2 separate regions of the Drosophila melanogaster genome follow, and region 1 is linked to region 2. Evidence: chromatin contacts called from public HiChIP or PLAC-seq data. All regions are on one chromosome and are shown on one strand. The core of a region is the stretch at or near the end of the contact, and the rest is flanking DNA. Distances in the headings are between cores, read along the strand shown.

Evidence for each region. HiChIP or PLAC-seq counts read pairs in DNA pulled down with a chosen protein or histone mark.
Region 1: a POLR2A S2P HiChIP or PLAC-seq map of the Kc167 cell line shows a contact between it and region 2, with 4 times the contacts expected there. The contact joins the promoter of hwt here to the enhancer-like site in region 2. A contact is called at or near these places in 13 of 107 Hi-C or Micro-C datasets (the Kc167 cell line, cellular blastoderm embryo, embryo and 2 more) and 3 of 6 datasets of contacts at active chromatin or transcription factors (the Kc167 cell line and the S2 cell line).

Annotation. Positions count from the first base shown.
Region 1 is chrX:12,567,046-12,569,745 of dm6, forward strand. It overlaps hwt (heavyweight), which reads right to left and starts at 1,407. Exons shown (of 11, transcript NM_001272555.2): 1 at 1,244-1,407. Pits (Protein interacting with Ttk69 and Sin3A) reads right to left here. Exons shown (of 3, transcript NM_001272557.1): 3 at 2,124-2,700.
Region 2 is chrX:12,479,119-12,481,818 of dm6, forward strand. No RefSeq gene overlaps it. Among named protein-coding and RNA genes, the nearest start is that of Cpr11A, 6.5 kb to the right of the region's middle. Within about 2 kb of position 1,328, at least 7 of the 39 cell types and tissues checked have an H3K27ac peak or open chromatin away from gene starts, as enhancers often do. A contact at or near this core is called in the Kc167 cell line and the S2 cell line, where this site is marked.

The DNA of each region.
Region 1 (2,700 bases), core at 157-2,656, 88 kb after region 2:
AAAATCATCACTAGTTATCGTACAAACTGAGCGGTGATTGAGCGCTTGTGATGAATGCTAGGTGGTGATTCATCGCTAAAAACGTAATGAATGAAAATACAGGGTACATATAGGTACGTTTGTATGTGTATGCTTAGCGTGCTTGAGTTCCTGATTGTGTGTAATTGTGTGGGTGAGTGGCCTGCACTTTTAGGTTAAGCACGCGCTTCACTCATTTTTCCTTTTTTTTTTTTGTTTTGTTGTGTTTGTTATTTGTTTTATTTGCTGCCTAAGCCGCTCTATTTTTGCCCCTATTTGTTGCTGTTGTTGCTTTCTACATTGCACTTGTGAATGAATGACGAATTTTTTTGCCACTGCCTCTCCACTCACTCTCCACAGCGCTCTCGCTCTCTTCTGTCTCTTGCTTGCTCCGAAGAGTTACGGTTACGGTTTTTCTTTTATCTCGTTATCAGCACACTTTTTGCACTTCTTTTAATAGCAATTCTGCTTCTTTCATTTTCACCATCTAATTTTTGCACACAATTTGTGTAATTTTGCGTGGAAAATACACTTATTAAACGCTGCGCATTCCACAACTACAACGCAGTTGTTGTCTCGTTGTCAGGTTGTTGCTGTAGTTGTTGTTGTTGCTGTTGCCGTTAGCGCCTGGCTGGCTGCTGGCACGTTGAGTCAACATCATTTCAGTTCACCCAAAAAAGACAAAAAAAACAGGGACACTGTCTCTCTGCACAGTGGGTTACTTTGGCTTGTCAAGTTTATTCCAAAACAAACAAAATTTGTAAAAAACATAAAATAGATTGTATTTATATTACCTAAAATATATTAATTTTTTAAAAAAATGTAACACTATAATAAAATTTTCTCAAATTGTTGGAGATGTGAAACAAAAATAACACCCACTGTGCAAGTCAGAGAGAAAGGTTCAAGAGAGAGAGCTAGAGAGTGCGCTCTTGCCGCTTAGGATGTGCATATGGTCGTGCGTGGGCGCAAGCCATGTTACGGTATCCAATCCCGTTTCCGTATACGTGTGAGTTGGTTTTTTTTTTTTATGGCTGTATTCAAAGTTGTGTCCTGTGTATAACACAAACACATTGCGCTGCAGAGGAATATGCTCGTACAGATAGAGAGAGACTGCGAGTGAGAGCGAGAGGAAGCTGCCTGCTTAACCGTTTTGACACCTTTTGTTGCCTATATTTTGGGGCCAGCACACACACACATACTCCCACACAGGAATTTTGAATACCGGTTAAAATTTGGGAAAAGACACACTGCCGAATCGGCCAACGGTTAACGATAAACAATCAATCGGAATCCACAGGAATCCACATTTTTGTATCACACGAGAGCTGAGCAGAAGCCGCTGCCCGTTTATTGGCAACGCGCACGCACAAATAACGGAGCCACTGTGGCAAAATCAGCGGCTGTGAAAGCAGCCTCAGCAGCTGAGAGCCGAGGACACGAGGACTCACACCCGAAGTCGAAACGATTGCTCAACCGCTTTGGTATCAGGTCGGTAAAATGTAAACATTGGGAGTATCGCTTGCCGGGCCAGAAAGCGACAGCGTAGAGCCGTAGATAGAGAGCACTCTTGCAGGACGATTGCGCAGCAAAGCGACATCTGCCAAGACTTTTTCGCAACTAAAACGATAAAATTCTCAAAAACACGACCAACGGAGGGCGCTTCGGTGGTAAATGCATAGAAAATTGAGAATGAATTTACCAAAACGATAAGCCAAGAGCTTTCTTTGTGGGCAAATCGCAAAGAACACCACCAATAGCGGGCGCTGTGGTATTTTCCACTTAGAAACTTATATTAACATTCATATATTCCCGAAACACGTGTCGTATGAGTAACATTGCAAATGAAACACAGGTCGTATGTGCGATATTTACTAATAATATCACTCATACGCCGTGTTGTTATGCGTTGCATGTTTTGCTTATAACATAATAATAATCTATTAAAAGCAAGAATTTGCGATATTTTTCTCAGGACGACCAACCTTTCCTTCAATATCAAATTATAAAAATGTCTTGGATCGCAACAATCATCCGATAAGTAGGCAATACTTTTTGGTAGGTTGGATTCTTCCGCCCAGCAAATAAAACATTCACGACTTTTTCGATTTTGTATAGTATTTTTAATTGTTTTGCCCGTCATCAAAGTCCCCAATCAATTAATCAATTATCAATTAATCATTGCCAGCATCCGCTATCGATTAGGTATTCGTTTTCGTGTCTGCTGCATCCGGTGTTTCCTCTTAGTTGTACCACTTGTGTGTCTATCTTTAGTCGTTAAGTGTATATGTAGTATAAAGTTGATACTCATGCTAAATCGAATCGACTTGGTTTGCTTCGTTCAAAAAATGTTATAGGCTATGCAATACAATTACGTGATCGTTAGTTGACTTTAACATTTAGTTGACTGACATCAAACACACAAATATAGTTTATATTTCTTTTAGTTTGATTTTTTTTTTTTAGGTTTTTTAATATGTATGTACTCGTACTTATATAGGGTTGATGCATTATGCGATATCTAATCCGTATTATATTTAGATAGCACTACTGTTTTACACACACACGCACAAGGTTTACAAACGTTAGTTATTATTTAGTTTAGTTTTGTTGTAAAGAAAATTTCGATTAGTTTTCTTCTTAGACTTAGATTGCTAAAACGTTGGTATTGGCCTATTGTAT
Region 2 (2,700 bases), core at 78-2,577:
TTTTATCGATCTTAAAATATATTTCAAATATTCCGCCTAGGGTCAATGGTTTCCCCTAGTGAACTATCAAGTTCTAAATTCACCCACGTCAAGCAGCTTTTAAAGATGAAAAACCAGAATGCGAATTTGGTTCTTTTTTTTATTTTTGTGTTATTAATTTGGAGTTGATTTAATTTATGAACTCTACTCGGAAAGACATTTATAGCAATTTATCTGGATTTGGTTTATGGCTTTGGGCCATTCCGATTCACACTCGCATACGGATTCCAATAAAAGATTAATTGGCAACCGGGGAGCTGTCAATTTTGAAATTGTTGCGCCTAAGTAAGCGGAAATGTCTTTGCCTCTCGAACACGATCACGATCAAGCCCGCGTTTCGATTTGAATGGAATTGAACTGTATTTGATTTGGGTATCGATGATGCGACTTAGTTGTTGGCGATCGGTGATGTTACCCAAGGCACCCACTCAGAAATGGAGAAGGGAAACTGGATTTTGGCCATCTATCTAATGAAAGTCAGTCATCGTTAATGGTCAAACGTGTTTTCTTTCCTATGGGCATATGGCCTGACACCGACAGTACCACTGAAAAGTCTGATTACCATCTTATACTACTACACATACCGTTTTTAGTCAGTTTTATTTGCAACGATTCCAGAAAGCCTGGTATAAACTTTCTTTGTTCTGTAACACATCGTTTCAATAGGCATTAACTAATAAAATATTTAAGAATTTTGATATGAAACACATAACATAGGCAGAGACACAAACAGTTTGCGGATACTGTATTTCTAAATCTTGTTCCCAAAAACCCCCTTCATATCTCTCTTTTTGCCAACCAATAAAGCGCACCTAATTTGCGAGTGCGATTCTCGTGCAGGTGCAAATTATGATGGTAGCCAAAACAACGAATAAAAGCAACAAAAGCCACAATAATTTATGGCAAAAAAAAGGCGGAGAGTAAGCTGAAAGATCTCAGGAAGAATAACGAAGAAGCTCTGTTACCGTGGGAAGGAGGGGGCCATAAAAAAGCGACATGTGTAAACGGCAGAGGGGCAAAAGGTAGCCACGCTTGGAGATAAAGATAAAGATCGGTTAGTTAGGACACATCGGTCAACAAAAATTAATACAAAAAAAAAGAACCGAAAAAACAACAATCAAATAAAAGCTGCGCATGCGCCGCACGCGTCGCCACACAAATACAAACAGTTGCGCCTGTACGTATACGTAATATTTGACGATGTATACGTATACGTAATATTGGCGCATGTGTGTCTAACTGTACAAACGCGCACGCGCTGCCGTTGTCGCGCTATCTCGCTTGCTCCCACTGCGCAGAGCTGAACATAATTTAGCTAGTTCTTAGCTAGATTAAGTAGCTCATAGCTAGTTCCTAGTTCCTTATTTAGTTTTTAGTTTCAGCTTAAGAATATTTACTTATTATTAAGTTAACTTAAAAATTTAACAAAGATTGTCTAATTTTACTTTTCCTTTTTAAAGGCTTATATTTATTCTGATCTGATATTTTATCATTTCTGATTCTCATTTATTTCTTTGTGCCATCACTGTGGTCGTTCGTTGGGGATGCTGTGATTGTTTGTTTATGCGGTGGAGTCGCGCTGTCTGCGCTGTAAGCTTTTGGAAGTGGAGCAAGTGTCTTCGCCGCCGCGTCTCGATTTTCCGTTGAGTTTTAATAAATCGTCTGAGTAACTCCATGTGCGGCATTATACAGACGTATAGATCCAAATCTAACAGAGCCATATAATCTCATATACCCCCCCCCCCCTTTATTTTTTTGGCCGGGATTTCTTGATTAATGCACAACTGGTGCTGAATGATTGATTCGTCTTTCAACTTAATTGAAAGCTTGAGCAAGTTGGCTGATCATTAAGAAATTTAAGAACTTGTTGATGTAGAGATTGAGGCAATAAATGATTGATTGGAAAAATAAATAAAAATGGGAACCAGGATGAAGAAAAATTTAACTATAATATCCGGATGGAAGGCTTTTGTTAAATTACATAACTCTGATAAACTGATGTTAGTTTATTAAGGTAAACTTCCTTAATACTAGAAAAAATATATTCCGAAGGATTCTGTTGAGGAAATTGAATATTATTAATCAGGCTTATTTGGGGACTTTACTGGACATCTAAGTAATTAACTTAAAGATCCATGCAAGCAACCCAGCCATAGAATAAAAAAAGCCATAAAACGTGAGTCCCCAACTACAAGAAATTTAGAATATATTCAACATAAATTCAATCAAATTATTCCTTAAAAACCGTCCAACAATCATGATTGACACAGTTCCCAATCAATTGTTGCCCTTGGCGCCGCATTAGCGTTGACAAGGGCGCCCAAAAGTGTTTTCCAAAAAATATTTTTTTTTTATTTTCTGTGCTATTTTTAGACTTTGTGCGCACAAAACGCTAACAAGCCAAGCTAAAGCTAAAAAATTATCTTGAAAACCAGATTTTTATGTGATGGTGGGTAGTTGACCGGATCTCAGTTTTTACGGAAAACTCTGATAAATTATTAAATAAACAAGTCGTAAACTCGAACTTCTCCTACCAACTATTAATTAGATGGATCATCAATGCTCCTTTTGGCTTCGCCCGTTTTCAATACGAGTTTGATATATCTGTCTGAAGATTTATAATCCCTATAAAACTTTAATGGAATTAGTGAGGCAGAGTTA